Regions from separate parts of the Mus musculus genome. Here region 1 is linked to region 2. A link is a contact called in public Hi-C data. All regions are on one chromosome and are shown on one strand. Each heading gives the region's core, a stretch centred on a gene start, on an enhancer-like site or on the middle of the called end of the contact. The rest is flanking DNA. Distances are from core to core; before and after follow the strand shown. Region 1 holds the start of Rpl34-ps1 (ribosomal protein L34, pseudogene 1). Region 2 overlaps Eif2ak3 (eukaryotic translation initiation factor 2 alpha kinase 3).

Region 1 (6,208 bases), core at 1,631-4,130, 240 kb after region 2:
AAGTCAGAACTTTGTAGAGTTGATTTCTTCCGTTTCCTTCCACCTTGGGGATCTTGGGACTTGAACTCAGGTCGCCAGTCTTGGCAGTATGCACCTTTACCTGCTAAGCCATCTTGCCAATCTTCAAAAAACTAAGGTTTGTAAGAAACAGGTTCAAGAGATCTACAGTGCAATGCGGGGACCATGACTAAGAACCACGCACACAGAACTTGAAAATTGTCAAGAGCAAACACTTAAATCACAGGATTACCAGTTTGCAACTTGAGACCAGGAGAGCAGACGCCTAATGCCAAGAAGACTGAAGTCCTTTTAGAGATGATAAGGACCAACCCGAGCATTGGAGGCATGCTTACCCACTTCTTCCAATCCTTTTATTCATCAAGCTGAGGCCCACACAAGGCCCGACCCCAGTATGTTCACTTACCCTGTGTCCTGGTTTGCTTCCTACTGCCATGACCAAAAGCAACCTGGGTAGGAAAGGGTTTATTCCATTTTACACAGTTAACCACCAAGGGAAGCCAAGGCAGGAGCGAAAGCAAAGGCCATGGAGGAGCCAATCACTATCTTGCTCTCCACAGCCTGCTCAGCTTGCTTTTTATATGAACCAGGACCAGCTGCCAAGCGGTGGCCCATTTCACATCAATCATTAATCAAGAAAATGCCCCACAGACATACCCATGGGCCAATCTGATAGGGCGATCCCTCGGCTGGGATGGCCTCTTCCCAGGTGACTCTTTCTCGTGTCATTCCCATACTCCAAACTTCCTTGAAAGTGGTCCTTCTAGCGTTTGAGGGGCAGGTTTTCAGTCTCTTCATCCCATCATTTAACCCCAGCTCCACCCACTTCAGCTCTGGGTTGGTTTGGCTAGGCTTGGACCATGGGAAGTGGCACTATTAAGAGATGTGGCTTTATTGGAGGAGGTATAGCCTTTTAGAGAAAGTGTGTCACTGTGGAGGCAGGGCTTTGAGGTCTCACATAAGTGCTCAAAGCTGACCAGTGTGTTCCGGACCCTCATGGGACTAACCTCAGCTCTTAGAATGACTAAAGTGTCTTTTCTGATGACCCCTGCTCTTATAGAATTCTCTCTCTCTCTCTCTCTCTCTCTCTCTCTCTCTCTCTCTCTCTCTCTCTCTCTCTCTCGTGTATGAGGGGGCATCTTTACCTACTTAGCTATCTCATCAAACCCCCCACCTTACCTTCCTCTTCAAATGTAACTAACCTGGCTTTAAATATGAGTCTTGTTATTTCCTCCCCCCAGGTACTGCTCATCTCAGGGAACAAAGGGTGTCATGCCCTCTCTGCTCCACCATCCTCATGGGGACAAGGTATTTGCATCTGCTCCATGTTTCTCCATCTTGCACCTATGCACCTATAGTTTGAGGCAGAGCCAGTCCAGGGGAGCTTTCTCTGGTAGCGTAAGGGCCAGAACCAGGTGACAACCATAGGAATGGAAGGCCATGGAGTTGAGACAACCTGCACTTAATCTGAATGTAGAGTGGTAGGGTCGTCGGCTTTTCCCAGGGGCTGTGCACACCAGTACTCTCTCATTTCCTCAGATTTGGAAGCTGGTGACTAGATACCTCCAGGGAAGTCCCCACACTACCATGACTGTTCCCTCAAGAATCCATACCCAGGCTCCTTCTCCAGAACCAAGTCTGTTCTGACTGACTGAGGGTCTTATCAGGAGAAATGGCTGTGCACACTGGATCTCATTTGCCCCACCCTGATGATCTGTGTACTAAGGCTAAGGCAGAGGTCCTGTCTGAGACTCAACTTGCTCACCTATAAGAAGTAAGGACTGAGAGAGAGATTTCTCAAAAGGGAATCCAGGAATCTAGGACTTGCTGACCAACCAGCTCCAGGTCAATGAGATACTGTGTCAAAAAAAATAAATAAATAAAAAATGACAGCACCTGAGGAACAACACAGGAGGTTGTTCTCTGGCCTAAACACACACACACACACACCACACACCACACCACACACACACACACTTCTCCAGCAGCAATGCATTTCATGTGTGTGAGTTTGTACACTATTTTTTTCAAATAATTTTCTAGATCCATCTGAATGACTTAAAAATCAAGTCACTGCATAATTTCAGTGTCTGCATTTATATCTGAATCCACAATCACCAGCCAGAAACTCTGTCACACAGGAGGCTGAGGCACTGGGCTAAGCTGGCTCTGAGAGAAGGGAAATGACCTCCCAGCTGCTGTGACTAGGGTGTTCCTGCAGCACAAATGGAAGAAAAGCTTATCAATAGACACCCACAATGATCATGTGCCGGGAGGACACTGCTGGAGTCCACCACAGTCTTGGTACCAGCACATGCGTGTTACACAGTGACAAGGTTATTTTGACTTTCTTGATTCTGTGTTTACGTCTGCTTTTCCTAGTTGAAGCAGTACGGAAGCGTGTCAGTAAGAAGTTTTACACCAGCTCTCTGGTGGTGGAGACAGGTGATTGATGGTTGTGGCTTGCTCCCTGCTAGCCTAGCTCCAGGTTCAATGAGAGATGCTGCCTCAAGGGAATATGATGGAGAGTCACAGAATGGGACACCTGACTCCTCCTCTGGCCTTTGCACAGACATGGGCTTGCTTACTGGGTCTCCCCATCTCCAGCTACTATTGCTCTCTCAGAAATCACAGACAGACAGACAGACAGACAGACAGACGGACGCACGCGAGGGCACACACACACACACACACACACACACACACACACGAGGCATATGTGAACTTTTAAAAGGAGAGAGAGAGGCACCAATAATAAGATGCAATACATTTTTTTAAATTTTTAAGTTATTTTTTATGGAATCCAGGACTTGCTGACTAACCAGCTTTGCTGCTTAGAAAGCTCCAGAACTCTTCCGGGGACGGTGCTCAGAGGCACTCAGGATGGTCCAGCGTTTGACATACCGCCGTAGGCTTTCCTACAACACAGCCTCTAACAAAACTAGGCTGTCTCGAACCCCTGGCAACAGGATTGTTTACCTCTACACCAAGAAGGTTGGGAAAGCACCTAAATCCGCATGTGGCGTGTGCCCAGGCAGACTTCGAGGGGTTCGTGCTGTGCGGCCCAAAGTCCTTATGAGACTGTCTAAGACACAGAAGCACGTCAGCAGGGCCTATGGCGGCTCCATGTGTGCCAAGTGTGTCCGTGACAGGATCAAGCGGGCTTTCCTTATTGAGGAGCAGAAAATCGTTGTGAAAGTGTTGAAGGCACAAGCACAGAGTCAGAAAGCAAAATAGATATGCACATTTTTTAAGTAATAAAAATCAAGACTTGATCTAAAAAAAAAAAAAAAAAAAAAAAAAAAAAAAAAAAAAAAAAAAAAAAGAAAGCTCCAGAACAATGAAAGAGCCTGTCTAAAAAAAATAAAATAAAACAGGGCAGAGCCTGCTGAACAGCACCTGAGGTTGTCCTCTGGGACAAGCCTAGATATGACTCAGTAGTAGAGCACCTGCCTAGCATGTGCAAGGTACTAAGTTCAACCCTCAAACCTTCAGGGTCCCCAGACTTCAGAAAATAAAGTCAGACAGGTGGTTTGCCCATGAGCAATGACAGGAGTGTGGTTGGATTGGCCAGCCCCACCTACTTTAAAGCAAGGACTTTGGATGTGTTCTGCTGCCCTCTGCTGGCTGGGAGAATTATTGCCAGGCTTTCCAGTGGATTTGGAAGGCTTCTTTTCCCCAAGGGAGCCAGAGAGTGCTCACCTTTGCTTGCAGGGTTGCTTACACGCTGCTGGGGTCTGAACCAGAGATACTTAAGCTGAATCGGTTTTACAAGCAACATGATCCCTGATGAGGAGTGAGCCTTGGATCAGAGACAATAGGAAGATAAGAGATGAGGGAGAAGTGACCCTCAACAGGTGGCCTAGCAGCCAAGCTCTGCTTTAAATCTTGACACTGCACCTGTTACAAGGCCCCCACACATGCATGTGTTTCAATGCCTGGCCTTTAGAGGGTGGGACTATTAGGAGGTGGGCCGTCTAGGAAAGCACAGCCAGGTTCTCACACAAAGCAAAGACAGGTGAGGGGGACCAGGGATAAAGAAAAGGGGGGCAAAGAGGAGTGGAGACTAGGAGGAGGCTGGAAACCCAAGGGAACCCCACTGGCTCTCCAGAGTAGCTTCAATGAACACTTCACACAGAACTCAAAGCCATCATCTCCCAGAATCCCAGTTGGCTCCTTTGTAAAATGGACTTGTCACACTGCCATCCGGATCCCATGAATTAATTTCTGTAAAGCAGCAACGGACATATTGTAGGTGATATTAGGAAAACGTTATGACCTCTTACAATTTGTTTACTTGTATGTATTATTATTGCATGTATACGATGTGAGTAGATTCTCTCCTACCACCTTTATGTGGGTTCTAGGGACAAAACTCAGGTGACCAGACATGTGCACAAGGGCTTTGCCTGCTGAACCACCTCAATAGTGCCCACAGGGCTCTTGCTCTACAAAAGTATCTGAAAATTGCCAAACAATTGTTCAGTGCCCAGGATGGTCTGTGCTGAGAGCCAGACTGATCCAAGGCTTTCTCAGAGGCCCCGATGAAAAGACAAAAGGAACCTAGTTCTCTGTCCTTGCTCAGGAGCTGACTTGGCAAGGACAGCCTGGGGCTGAGACCTGGGCCTCAAACGAGTTAGCTTCCGTTCCTAGGAACTTGCCTTCCCCCCTGAAAAGACTGGGGGTTATCATTCCTGAGACAGTGTGTGCTCAGTCTGTACTGCTCTTGAGGCACCTTGGGCTCCCCTTCTCCAACACTGCTTGATAAGCCTCATGTGACTTTGTCCCACTGTATTATAGTTTCTGCTGACTCTGTCCCTTATCTCCTCTGGAAATAGTGTATAGGATGCTGTACTTTCTAATAAGCTTGCTAGGCATAAGGCATAGCTTGTGCAAGACCTCCTGCTCACAAGCTTGATTACCTTCTTTATCTTCTAATATCCCGGTCCTCTCTCAGGACCCTGTCACTGAAGAAGGAGGTCAGCAGTGTGTTGTTGTTGTTCTTTTGTTTTGTTTTACAAAAGTTAAAGGGCTGGGGAGAGAGCTCAGAGGGTAAAGTACTTGCTTTGCAAGCCCAAGAACCTAAATTTGGATCCCCTGATCCCAAGTAAAGGCCAGATGAGGCAGTGTGCAATCCCAGCACTCCTGCAGCAAGACGAGAGGAAAAGACAGGGATCCCAGGAAGTCTTCAGGCCGGCTAGACTGCCCTAGGCAGCAGTGAACAACAGACCCTGTCTCCAACAGCACATGCACAAATGCAAAACGATAGTAAGACATAGTCATAGGTCTCAAGCAGTACGGTGGCCCCTGAGCATTTAATCTGTCACACTCATTTGGTAAGTGGCCCCTAGTGGTTCCATGTGTCTGATACTGTGGATGGTAGTATTCCAGGAACTGTGATGTGCTATATTGCCTGTAAGGGGTCACTATTGTTCCTTTAGCATGGCCCTACCATCCCCCACCCCAATAGGTCCAGTATTCCTATTCTTCCCTCCTGAATACTGGTTCTCAATGGCTATTTTTCTAGTAGTGGGTTCTCTCTAGCCTTCCCCTCAGGACTAGAGAGATGTAATCTGGCATGTTCTGGTGGGACACACCAATCAGATTGGTCCTGGATGGCCAGCACTCTCAGACCTTTGAGGGAAGATGCTCCTGAGGCCCAGTAGATGAGCAGCCATAGGGTGGAGCAGTAGCATCTTCTAGTGCCAAAAATATTTCCTCTACTCACTTCTGTCTTTCTAGAGGGAAGGTCACTATCCAAGGCATGGTGATTGCTACTGCTATTTGTGGGCCTGCATTTGCCTGAAATCTCTCCTGCTGCCCATAAGATCTGAGCCCAGTAACGTAAATAACTGAAAAGCTAGCTGGCTTGGCTGGTACACTGATGCCACCATGACTTTCTGTTCTCCACAACCTTCAATTTAGTGATCAACTTCTATCCACACCATCAGTACAGGTTTCCTTGCTCCCCTGCCTGCTCTGCTGAGCCAACCTGGTGCAGCAGAGGGATGTGACCCAGGCCTCAGCATCACCTCTCAGAGGCCAATGGGTCTACATTCAACCTACAGCTCTGATCTGCCCAAGAGCCGTTCAGAGCCTCCATCCAACTAACAGAGGAACATCCCCAATGCTTCAGCAGGTTAAAAACAAGTTCAGGAGAACCAAGGCTCTGAATTTGGTTTGGTGGCTG
Region 2 (6,208 bases), core at 3,612-6,111:
TAACTGGCAGAGTGATGTAAGCCTCGAAAGTAATCCATGTTACCCATTTATGAGAATATCATGATCCTTAGCATGTTAACAGCTAGGAAAGCTACAGTGGCCTTATCTATTATTTATAGTTTTATTTATTTTTTATTTCTATTTATTTATGTATTTTTTACTTCACTGGATCTCCAGGCTCTCTTTTGACACCTTACTCATCAATATGAGACCTTCTTGACCTATAGCAGAGTTTGAGAAAAACCATATTGGACGGCCAGGCCAGGCCAGGGGACTGTGGACCCATAAGGTGATGGGTGACTCTTTCAATTACGTCTGGTGGATAGCCACATTGATTTATATATTGTTCAAAACCCCAGATCTTATTACCACTCTTCAAAGTATGAGGCTTTAAAAAGCGGCTTCTGTTCTAGGTGTTTGGGAACAAGATGATCATCCCCTCCCTGGATGGAGACCTCTTCCAGTGGGACCGGGACCGAGAGAGCATGGAGGCCGTCCCCTTCACGGTGGAGTCCCTGCTCGAATCTTCCTACAAGTTTGGAGATGATGTTGTTCTGGTTGGAGGGAAATCTCTGACTACATACGGACTCAGTGCTTACAGTGGAAAGGTGAGTGACGGTGCAGTGGGGGTGGGGAGCAGGCGGATGGAAGGAACAGCATGTTTAGTCAGGGTCTCTCTGTGTAACTGGCTAGCCTGGAGTGTGTCGACCAGGCTGGCCTCAGACTCACTGAGCTCCACCTACCTGCATGCAGTTGTTCCTTTGTAATTATCCCCTGAGAACAAACTTTGTTTTAATGAATCAATGGTGAGGGAGTAATGGGAAACGGAGTTTATTTACGGTGAAAGTAATCATCAGAGGGCTAGCGCGATGGCTGAGCTGCCGGAGGCTCACAACCAAAAATACAGGAAGAAACATCAGAGTAGGACAACAGGAGGAGAGAGAATTTATAAATATGGTCTACTGTGCTGGGTAGGTGCTTTTGTAGTGTGTTATTTTGAAGTCTTCATAAGGATGATGTATTTTATACACATTTTTACAGGCAAAGAACCCTTCAAAGATTAGTAATAATCCTGATGATAGGAATAATTGGTGCTTGTCTATCTGGTTTGGCTATAAAATTGCCCAAGGAGAGAGTGCCGCTCACTAAACAGTAAGGAAATGGAGACCTTTAAGGGATTCAGAAACTCCAAGTCAGATTTGCCTCAGATCAGGCTGATGGTAAAGTCATTGATGGCCTAGATTCTCTCCAGCAAGACTCCGGGATACAGTCCAGAGTCTTAGTCCCTGGATGTATAGACGTTTTCTGTATAGATTTACACTATGAAAGGGAAGGCTGGGGGCTGGAGAGATGGCTCAGCGGTTAAGAGCATTGACTGCTCTTCCAGAGGTCCTGAGTTCAAGTCCCAGCAACCACATGGTGGCTCACAACCATCTGTAATGGGATCTGATGCTCTCTTCTGGGGTAGACAGCTACAATGTACTCACATACATAAAATAAATAAATCTTTTAAAAAAATATTTAAAAGAAAAAGAAAGGGAAGGCTGGGAGCAGGACTTCTTAACCTGAAGGTTCCTAGTTCAGTGGCCCTCTTCCAGGAGCCAGGCTCTCCGCAGCCTGGGGATTAAGGATTCCATGCTATCCAGGATGGCCATTGGTGCTTTGTTTTGTTTGAAATTGAGCTGTCAGCCTCCCTTTATGTTAGTATTCTCCTCTGTAAAACAGCAGGGCTGACCAGTCCCGCGGTTCTCTGCCTGGATGTTCTGCTACGAGAAGTCTGGGATCCCAGCATGTTTCTGTCTTTTCTGAGGATTTCAGTTTGGATCCAACTAAGGAGGCTCTGTTTTTCTTCAGTCAAAAGACATTAGGGCTCAGAGTTTTAAAGCTGGATACGTAACGCTAGGTGGGGATTGTGAGGCTGAGTGTTCTTTCGCCTCATCGGAGCTTTAGTAATGCCGTGTCTGCAGAGATACAATTGGCTATTCATTTCTTCTTTGGAATTCCCCATGGAATTCCCCAAAATAGGGCTCAAATTATATAAGTCCTTAAAATCATCCATTCCCTGAAATAAACATTGTTGGAACTTTCATGGTTCTAAGTAACTCATTTTCCGGTTTAGGAATCTAAAGATGCCCATAACTTAGGTATTTCTTTAATTTCATTTTACTTTTTTAAAAATTGTGAGCCCAGCATGGTGTGTGCCTTTAATCCCAGCACTAGAGACAGAGACAGGCAAATCTCTTGAGTTTGAGGCCAGCCTGATCTACAAAGGGAGTTTCAAGACAGCCAGGGCAACACAGAGAAACCCTGTCTCAAGAAAAAAAACAAATTATAGAGATCGTGTGCTGGACATACTGGCACACATTTCAATCCTAGCACCTGGGAGGCAGAGGCAGGTGGATCTCTTTGAGTTCAAGACCAGCTTTAACTACAAAAGTAAGTTCCATGCCAGCCAGGGCTACATAGAGACAGGGTGTGGGTGGGTGGGGTGTCTGCCTGCCTGCCTGTCTATGCCTATCTGTCTGCTGTCTTTCTTGCTTCTTTGACTTATTTTATGTCTGTCTTTTCAGCTGAGGTATATCTGTTCTGCCTTGGGATGTCGCCGATGGGATAGTGATGAAATGGAAGAAGAGGAAGACATCTTGCTTCTGCAGCGTACGCAGAAGACTGTGCGAGCTGTCGGGCCTCGAAGCGGCAGTGAGAAGTGGGTATCCGAACATCAGGAATGGCGTTATTTAGAAATTCCAAAAGCTGGTCATGCGGTGCACACCTTTAGTCCCAACAGAGGCAGGTGGATAAAAAGGGGGATGTGACTCCATTAAACCTAGGATTTCTTAAAGACTTTCCTTTGTACAGATTCTGTGAATCCAAAGCACAATGTACTTTTTTTTTTTGGTTTTTCGAGACAGGGTTTCTCTGTGTAGCCCTGGCTGTCCTGGAACTCACTTTGTAGACCAGGCTGGCCTCGAACTCAGAAATCCGCCTGCCTCTGCCTCCCAAGTGCTGGGATTAAAGGCGTGGGCCACTACCGCCCGGCTACAATGTACTTTTAAGAGAAATGAATGCCTATGTTAATCTCAAAGATGTGAGGAGAAAGCCCACAGACCCAAATCATCATGGCTGCATTAGTTACAGCTAGCTTTTTTAAAATTCATATACACATTCTGTCTACCCATAAAGGCAGGGCTCAAGAGATCAACATCGGGCACGAGGGAGACAAGGTTTTTATAGTTCTGGAGTAGGGGTTTCCACAAATGGGGAGTTTGACAGGCAAAATTGGCAGGGTTATAGGAACAGGATTTAAACATAACAAGTTAGTCATAATGACCTGAAACAAAGACCTGATTGCAAGGAGGTGGTCCTTGCTAAGAGTAGGGTTGCAAGATGGTTATAACAACTTTTGAAACAAAGACAAGATTGCCATTCCTGGAACTGGGAGAACAAAACCATTAGTAATTAAGGTTACAGGTAGGGCATAGCCCAATTCTTGCAAAGCAGAGATTTAATCATAAATAGGAATGAACCTAGTTAGTCTTTACTATAAGATGGTTTTCAAGCCTAAAATGGGCCAAACAGCATCACATCGTGTGCTGCAAGGTGTGGTAACCAGGAGTCCCATGGAGTGAATGTATTTTTAGCTTAGTCCTTGGTCAGTGACATTTGGCCTAGTAACATGACTGATAGAAGTTACTTAATGGCAGGACACTTGAGTGTCTAGTGGATGCCTTGGTCGTTTGTCTCACTAGCCCTATTTTATTTTATTTACCTTTTCATTTTTGCAGTGCTGAGGATCAAGCCCAGCTCTCCCCACGCGCTAGGCAATGTTCCATCACTGATCTGCCGTCCCAGCTCCCAGCTTCAGAGTAGTCACTTACTCTGCTATCTTTAAAAGTACCAGCCATTCATTTGACCTAACAAATAATGAGCCCCTTATGTAATTTACCACTTAATATATGATTCAGCTGTTAGATACGCTGGTCCTCTGTCATGTCCAGACTTTCTCAGCTTGATATACTAAGCTCTGAGTCACCTGTGTAGTTAAAAAAAAAATCACTTTAGATCCCATCTTGATATTTTGAAACTGAACCACTTAGAAACTTTTGTCATCTGATGAAATAGAATTGAGGCATCTGTCCTGAAATTTGCTTTCAAACCCAATTAAGAAAGTATTTCCTTTTTTCTGTTTTTGCTGGCCTGTGAATAGAGATTTGTATTTGCCTGCCAGAGTTTATCCTACTGGGATTGTTAAATCTGAGAGCTCTGTGGGAGCACAGGTGCAGTTTAGTAGATTTGTGAGTTACCAGAATCCAAAGAGCAAGCGTGGGCCTCTAATTCTATTGAGAGAGAGAGAGAGAGAGAGAGATCTAATCTCCATATTCCTTAAACATAAATATAGATGTATATATATCAACATTTCCAAATTCATAGCTAGACCATTTTATAATCTTAGTGACTGTCATTATAGTTAATTATGTGTGTGCATTTCCTGCTCCCTGACTATAGAGAAAACATTGCTGGATAAGACAGACATCTAGGACAGAGGGAATCATCTGTCATATCTTGGTCAATAGAGAACAAAAATGGGTTTTGCTTAGGTGATTGAAGAAGTTCCATTGGAATCTAAAAGTAATGTATACAGCTTGCCTTTTACACTGGTTTGTTGGGGTGTACTTTGCTGCACTTGAATGACATGTGCTCAGGTAATTAAGAAATTAAGGCCGGCTGCAAGTCACCTCATTTTAATGTGATTTTGTTGTGTTTTATGAAGTACATGTTAATTTTTGATAGAACGTCTGGCCTTAGGTGTTTACTGTCTACGGCCTCAGAATAGCTGCTTGCAAAGGATCAGCCACGGCTCTCTGAGGCCCTCTTGTGGTGTAAATCAGCATTGCATTCCATTTCAAAAAGTTAAGATGAGCTGGGCGTGGTGGTGCACTCCTTTAATCCCAGCACTTGGGAGGCAGAGGCAGGTGGATTTCTGAGTTCAAGGCCAGCCTGGTCTACAAAGTGAGTTCCAGGACAGCCAGGACTACACAGAGAAACCCTGTCTCAAAAAAAACAAAAAACAAACAAACAAAAAAAGCTATGATGATGTCTTCTCACAAAAGTGTTCTATTTTCTTCTTCAGTCTAAAAGCAGTACTGTATTATTTGCGTGCTGTATTATTTGGTCCCTTCATTTAAACGTAAGATTCTAAAACACACCTTTATAAATTTAAGGTGGAATTTCAGTGTTGGCCACTTTGAACTTCGGTATATTCCAGACATGGAAACTAGAGCCGGATTCATTGAAAGCACCTTTAAACCGGGTGGAAACAAAGAAGACTCTAAAATTATTTCAGATGTGGAAGAACAAGAAGCCACCATGCTGGACACAGTGATAAAAGTTTCCGTTGCTGATTGGAAGGTCATGGCGTTTAGTAGGAAGGGAGGCCGCCTGGAATGGGAGTACCAGGTATCCGAGACCACAGACTCAGTAGCTCTGTCCCCAGGTTTTGTTTGACCATACACATTACTAGAGGGAGGTAATGCCATTTTGGAATCTCAGGTATTTTTCTCTGCTTTAAAACTGTGACTTTAAGAGACATTTTGTGGAGCTGGCAAGATGGTTTAGTCAGTGAGTATTTGCTGTGCAAGCCTGAGGACCTGCGTTCAGATCCCCATCACAACATGAAAAGCGAGGCCTGAGGTTCCAGGTCTGTTCCCAGCCCAGGGAAGGCATAGAAAGGCAGGTCCATGCTGGTCGGCCCCGTCTGACCAGTGGATTCCTGTAATCCTGTAATTCCTGTAAGAGAACCTGAATCAAAAATTAAGATGGAGAAGCTAGAGAGATAAATGGCTCAGTGGCTAAGAGGAGCTGCAGCTCTTGCAGAGAACACAGACACTCACAGAAAGGAGGGAGAGGGAGGGAAGGGGAAGGAGGGAGGGAGAGAGAAGGCATTTACAAGCGGAAATCTGTAAATTCCGCTTTCGTTGCTGACTGCTTCTCTCCTCTGTCTAGTTTTGTACTCCCATCGCGTCCGCCTGGCTGGTGAGGGATGGCAAGGTCATCCCCATCAGCCTGTTTGATGATACAAGTTACACAGCCAGCGAAGAAGCCTTGGGAGACGAAGAAGACATTGTAGAGGCTGCTCGGGGAGCCACAGAGAACAGCGTGTACTTAGGTGGGTAGCGTTAGCCAGGAAAGGCCCACTGACGCCCAGCGTGCT

What was found. Hi-C and Micro-C count contacts between places; a contact is called where the count stands out from the background.
Region 1: a contact with region 2 is called in a Hi-C map of B cells, with 2.6 times the contacts expected there. The contact joins the promoter of Rpl34-ps1 here to the enhancer-like site in region 2. A contact is called at or near these places in 13 of 484 Hi-C or Micro-C datasets (the 63-12 cell line, the AML12 cell line, B cells and 10 more), 3 of 115 datasets of contacts at active chromatin or transcription factors (embryonic stem cells, epiblast stem cells and kidney) and 2 of 9 other capture datasets (adipose tissue and embryonic stem cells).

Annotation. Positions count from the first base shown.
Region 1 is chr6:71,121,709-71,127,916 of GRCm38.p6, forward strand. Rpl34-ps1 (ribosomal protein L34, pseudogene 1) reads left to right here and starts at 2,881. Exons shown (of 1, transcript NM_001199350.1): 1 at 2,881-3,293. The coding sequence starts at 2,902. The coding sequence ends at 3,255.
Region 2 is chr6:70,876,265-70,882,472 of GRCm38.p6, forward strand. Eif2ak3 (eukaryotic translation initiation factor 2 alpha kinase 3) reads left to right here. Exons shown (of 17, transcript NM_010121.3): 3 at 414-608; 4 at 2,571-2,704; 5 at 5,220-5,454; 6 at 6,001-6,163. Among named protein-coding and RNA genes, the nearest start is that of Gm23346, 24 kb to the left of the region's middle. Within about 2 kb of position 4,862, at least 15 of the 459 cell types and tissues checked have an H3K27ac peak or open chromatin away from gene starts, as enhancers often do. A contact at or near this core is called in B cells and kidney, where this site is marked.